Linked DNA regions of Mus musculus: region 2 is linked to region 1. A link is a contact called in public HiChIP or PLAC-seq data. All regions are on one chromosome and are shown on one strand. The core of a region is the stretch at or near the end of the contact, and the rest is flanking DNA. Distances in the headings are between cores, read along the strand shown. Region 1 holds the start of Cgas (cyclic GMP-AMP synthase). Region 2 has its middle 22 kb from the start of Eef1a1.

Region 1 (2,700 bases), core at 66-2,565:
CTGTTTTAGAACTAGCTCTGTAGATCTCCAGCTTACTGCCTCTGCTTCCCTAGTGCTGAGACTAATAATGGAGAATGCCACTCTACTGGCAAGACCTCACAGAGAGGTCTCCTGCTCAAGTGTATTTCTGCAAAGTAGGCAGCGTTTCCATTCCCAGGTGTGTCTACTTGCCATTCAAAAGCGAATGCTTGTTAGACAAGTTCCCATTTTGAAAACTCATGTACAGGCATTGACAGGAAGGAGGGAAGAGAGTTGCAGGGTCAATAGGATGGCAGCACACTGATCGGTGTCTTTTTATTCAGGCTACATGTATCTCATAATATATGGTACATACACACGCGCGCGCGTGCGCGCGCGCACACACACACACACACACACACACACACACACTCACACACACACACACACACTTTACAAAAAGTTACACAGAGCAGCAATTTTTGAGCTTTATTTTAAGGGACACACAGGATTGCATAATAAGGTGTGGAATATAGTAATGTTATTATTATAACATTCTGATGTTAGTTGAAAACTAAGTGTTGTTCTGAGCCATGTAAATCTTCAGAAGACAGGTTTTTGTTTTTGTTAGCACAGTGGAAGGCAAAATGAGTTCCGCCAAGAACAACTTTAAAAGAAGCAGCCACTGTTGACGAGACCGACTTTAGAAATCGCTTTCTGAAAGTCTGCATTAAAGGACTACGGAATCTCAGCAGCCAAATCAGGATGGCTTACACCGTGCTGCTCATGAAACTCACACAGGCACTTTGAATATGTTCTTTAAGAGTCGGTGTGCTTTTTAGAAAGATAAGTTGAAATACTAATTCCAAGCAGTTAAATCTAACTTGAAAAGGTTCAGTGAGTTTCTATTTCTCATTAACAAGAACAGTAAATTTTGATTTAAAGTTTACATAAACCGGGCGAGGTGACGCACGCCTTTAATCCCAGCACTTGGGAGGCAGAGGCAGGCGGATTTCTGAGTTCGACGCCAGCCTGGTTTACAGTGAGTCCCAGGACAGCCAGGGCTACACAGAGAAACCCTGTCTCGAAAAACAAAAAAAACAAAAAACAACAAAAAAGTTTACATAAAAAAGTTGTTTATCAACTACAAATGTACGAGAGACAGTAGTGTCCTGAAACACATCTTGGTGGTAGGCGGCAAATCTAGCCATCTGAGCTGTCAGTGGTTTCCGCGTCTGTGCGGTAAAGGAGAGGTTTCCCGGCCAGTGGCTCAGTGGGTGGTTCCCCAGCTAGTGGCTCTGCTGGTCCCCACTGGTGAAAAAGTTCGCATCTCTTGGACCGCCTCTTCCTGGCGCTGACTTCACGCGTGCTCCTGCGCCTGCTCGCGGCGGATACTGACCGGCTACGTTCCCGCCATATATTTAAGTTTCATTTCCAGCGGCCACTGAGAGTTCCCCTTTTCGCGGCCTTTCTTCGAAGTCGATTTATTCTTTCCCGGACCGAAGAGCGGCAGATATGGAAGATCCGCGTAGAAGGACGACGGCGCCACGCGCTAAGAAGCCGTCCGCGAAGCGCGCCCCGACGCAGCCCAGCAGGACCAGGGCCCACGCGGAAAGCTGCGGCCCGCAAAGGGGGGCTCGATCGCGGCGGGCGGAGCGTGACGGGGACACCACGGAGAAGCCACGTGCCCCAGGGCCCCGAGTGCATCCAGCAAGGGCCACTGAGCTCACCAAAGATGCACAGCCCTCGGCCATGGACGCGGCAGGAGCCACCGCGCGGCCTGCCGTCCGGGTGCCCCAGCAGCAGGCCATCCTGGATCCGGAGCTGCCCGCCGTACGGGAGCCCCAGCCGCCCGCGGATCCCGAGGCGCGGAAAGTCGTAAGGGGACCTAGCCACAGAAGGGGCGCGCGCTCCACCGGGCAGCCCAGAGCGCCGCGAGGGTCCAGGAAGGAACCGGACAAGCTAAAGAAGGTGCTGGACAAATTGAGATTGAAACGCAAAGATATCTCGGAGGCGGCCGAGACGGTGAATAAAGTTGTGGAACGCCTGCTGCGCAGAATGCAGAAACGGGAGTCGGAGTTCAAAGGTGTGGAGCAGCTGAACACTGGCAGCTACTATGAACATGTGAAGGTGAGCGTCAAGACCTGCTGGAGGGGCTCCGGCCCCACTCCTCACTTGCCTCCTCAGCTGTTTGGGGGTCCCACACTCTTAGGGCCCCCCTCCCTTGGAACACCCCAGTCTTTTTTTTTTTTTTTTAATTCATCCAGTTAGCTCACAGCAAGCAATATTGATAGCTAGTTAGTTTGCTTTGGAGGGATGGGACAGGTGACCTTAAAGTAGTCGCAGGGGAGTCATCTTTATTAATCCTTCCCCAACTATAGCCTCTAGATTGAATCTAGTCCATCCCTGAGACTTTGGGACCGCCTGCAATTAGGGCAGAATTGTATACAACTAATTGGGAGAGGTGGCTGGGTACTCAAGTGAGGGTCCGTTGACATTGTCGCACCCCCTATGAGCGAACGTCATCTACAAGCCTACCTCTAATGCTCTTCGGAGAGTAGGCCCGGCTGAGTTCCTGAAGATGATGGTGATAGCTATTCTCTGCTAGTGAAATGAGCCAATTCAAGCCAAATTAAAATATATTAAGGCAGGTTTATTAGAAAGCTGCTCTTGGGCAGGTTCACTGGTCCTAAGAAAAAGGCCAGGGTAGTCACTGTGGGGAGGGAGACAGAGGGAAGAGGG
Region 2 (2,700 bases), core at 107-2,606, 60 kb before region 1:
TCGTGTCCAGAAGACACAGTTTTTACTCCATACTCTCCCTACCCTGTGTCCCTTACACCTTTTCCACCTTCTAAGTGCTGAGATTACAGGCATGTACCACCATGCCTGGCCAGACTATTATGCCTTTCATCCTGGTTTCCTGATTTTACAAAAATCATATAAACAGCTCAGTTTTGGTTGTGAAACTTGGAAGCTTTTGTGAGTGACTCCATCCTGACTTTTAGTCTATCCTGTGAAGTCACTCAGAGGGAATCAGCAGCCCCTATAGTATCTATATAACAGCACTGTTCTCCCGCAAGGGCCACAGGGACTCATGATGGACAAAGACCAAGCAGCCACGGGAGGAGCTAAAAGGCCAGGCTTAGGGCCTCACACCTTTTAGTCACAGCACTCAGAAGGCAGAGGCAACTGCATCTCTCTCTGTGAGTTCAAGACCAGTCTACTCTAAAAGGGGAGCTCCCCACCAGCCATGGATCGTGGATACACAAAGAGCTCTTGTCTCAAAACAAACAAACAAACACAACACAGCACACCAAAAAACCTCACAATAAAAACAAGCATGTGGGGGCTGGAGAGATGGCTCAGCAGTTAAGAGCTCTGGCTGCTCTTCCAGGGGTCCTGAGTTCAATTCCCAGCAACCACATGGTGGCTCACAACCATCTGTAATGGGATCCGATGCCCTCTTTTGTTGTGTCTGAACACAACTACAGTGTACTCACATACATAAAATAAATCTTTAAAAAAAAAAACAAAAACAAAAAAAAAGGATGAGCCAGACCCAGTGCACAGGTCTGTAATCTGTAATCTCAGCTGGGTCTACCGAGCAAGTTCCAGGGCAACGTGGCTGAATTAATGAGATTCTAGAATGAATGAAGCCCTCTGTTTAATCTCCTGTATGGAGACAAAGGAAGGGAGAAGGGAGAGGGGGAAGGGAAGAGGATGGAGAGGAGGAAGTGGGGGAGGGGGAAGGGGAAGGGAAGAGGATAGGAAGGAGGGAGAGGGGGGAGGGAGAGGGAGGAGGGTGGGGGAAGAAGGAAGGGGCAGGCTAGCTATGGCTTAACTCAGCTTCCAATCTTATTTCTCACAAATACCTACAAAATTCCTGAAGTCAAAGGTCCAGACCTGCTGTCCTGCTGGAATCCAAGCTGTCCCGCAGAGTCTCCTTGCCAGGCTCTCTGTCACAGAGTGCCTGTGCATCCTTTGAAGCCTGGCGATGACTGCACTCCCCACATTATTCCTGCCACAGTGAGCCAGTAAGGAAGGCCGTCATTTTTTAGGGGCAAACACAGAAGAATCCCTCTGCAATGTGTCTTTCCCTTTATTCTCAGCTAAAGGAGGATGATGCAAGCTGAGCATGCCCAGACAAGCTGAGGTGTTCCTGTCCTACAGTTTAACCTTTCAGACATGGGACCCAGGATGCAAGCTAAGCATTCACAAAAACACGTGTCTGTTGCCTTTTCTTCCTAGATTAGGATCTTCAACTGGGCATGCTCAGGACTGATCCCAGTCTAGGAAAGAGGGCTTTTCTCCCTGAGTAGGATAAAAATCCCTGCAGTTCTCTGTTAGGGGAGGACACTGCTTTGGGAATAACTCCTGTGCGATCCTCACCCATGGCAGTAAATCTTCCTGCACTCATTGAAGCCTTTGTGCTTCTTTTGATTTTGAAACAAGATATGAACCTATTACATCCAGTTCCAGTATGTGCTTCAAAATAATCCGGACTGAGGCTGTTAGAGGTGAGGTCAGGTTTCCATAATAATTGGTGCATCCGATAATCGGCAGGCACAAAGGACATAGCAGGAAGGGGGAAACTATTATTCTCTCATTCCTTCTGCTTTTCGGGGGGGGGGGGGGGGGCGGAGAGAGAGCTGTATTTACATTATGGATTCTATTGGGCTTATTGACTGATTGAATTTTTTTTAAAAAAAGTGCCCTTGGAACCCAGAGGCATAGGATTCCCCAGAGCTGGAGTTACAGACAGCTGTGAGCCATTCGACATAGGAAATAAATTATCATACTGGGCATGAAGTTGGGAGAGAGACATTGTGGGGAGCCCGGGAGGAGTTGGAGGGGCAGTGTGGGTGGATATGGGCATAATACATTGTATGCAAGTAGGAAATTCCCAAAGAAGAAATTTACGGCTTTTTAAACTTTTTTTTTTCCTTGAAACAAGGTCTTGCACCATGTGTAGCCAAGCAAGACTGATCTCAAATTCTTCCAGAGGACCAGAGTTCAACTCCTGGCATCCACAGCAGGAGACTTACAATCACCTGTAATTCCAGCTCCAAGAGATCCTGTTTCTGGCCTCTGGAAACACTTGGAGTCATGTCTACATACCACTGACTACCAGGCATACACACAGATACAGACTTAAAATAAATCCAATTTAAAAAATAAAATGCCCCTTGTACCAGTGTCTTTGGCTACTGTTTTAACAACAATGGACCCCAAGAAAATGAACTTCTCAGCCAGGCATGGGGTGCATCCCTTAAATCTCAGCACGGGAGGCATAGGAAGGAGGGTCTCTGAGAGTTCAAAACCAGCCAGGACAGCCAGGAATACATAGAGAGACCTTGTCTCAAAACACACACACACACACAAAGAGAGAGACAGAGACGGAAACTTTATTTTCCTTTTTTTTGTTTGAGACAGGATCTCAGTATGAAGCCCTGTTTCTCTGGCTCTTATAATCTTTCTGCC

Evidence for each region. HiChIP or PLAC-seq counts read pairs in DNA pulled down with a chosen protein or histone mark.
Region 2: an H3K27ac HiChIP or PLAC-seq map of embryonic stem cells shows a contact between it and region 1, with 13 read pairs. The contact joins the enhancer-like site here to the promoter of Cgas in region 1. A contact is called at or near these places in 1 of 39 promoter capture datasets (second pharyngeal arch cranial neural crest), 1 of 484 Hi-C or Micro-C datasets (embryonic stem cells), 6 of 115 datasets of contacts at active chromatin or transcription factors (the SCID.adh cell line, bone marrow-derived macrophages, embryonic stem cells and 1 more) and 3 of 9 other capture datasets (adipose tissue, liver and pancreatic islet).

Annotation. Positions count from the first base shown.
Region 1 is chr9:78,441,852-78,444,551 of GRCm38.p6, reverse strand. Cgas (cyclic GMP-AMP synthase) reads left to right here and starts at 1,315. Exons shown (of 5, transcript NM_173386.5): 1 at 1,315-2,088. The coding sequence starts at 1,474. It also overlaps a transcript of Mto1 not described here.
Region 2 is chr9:78,502,112-78,504,811 of GRCm38.p6, reverse strand. No RefSeq gene overlaps it. Among named protein-coding and RNA genes, the nearest start is that of Eef1a1, 22 kb to the right of the region's middle. Within about 2 kb of position 1,356, at least 124 of the 459 cell types and tissues checked have an H3K27ac peak or open chromatin away from gene starts, as enhancers often do. A contact at or near this core is called in embryonic stem cells and trophoblast stem cells, where this site is marked.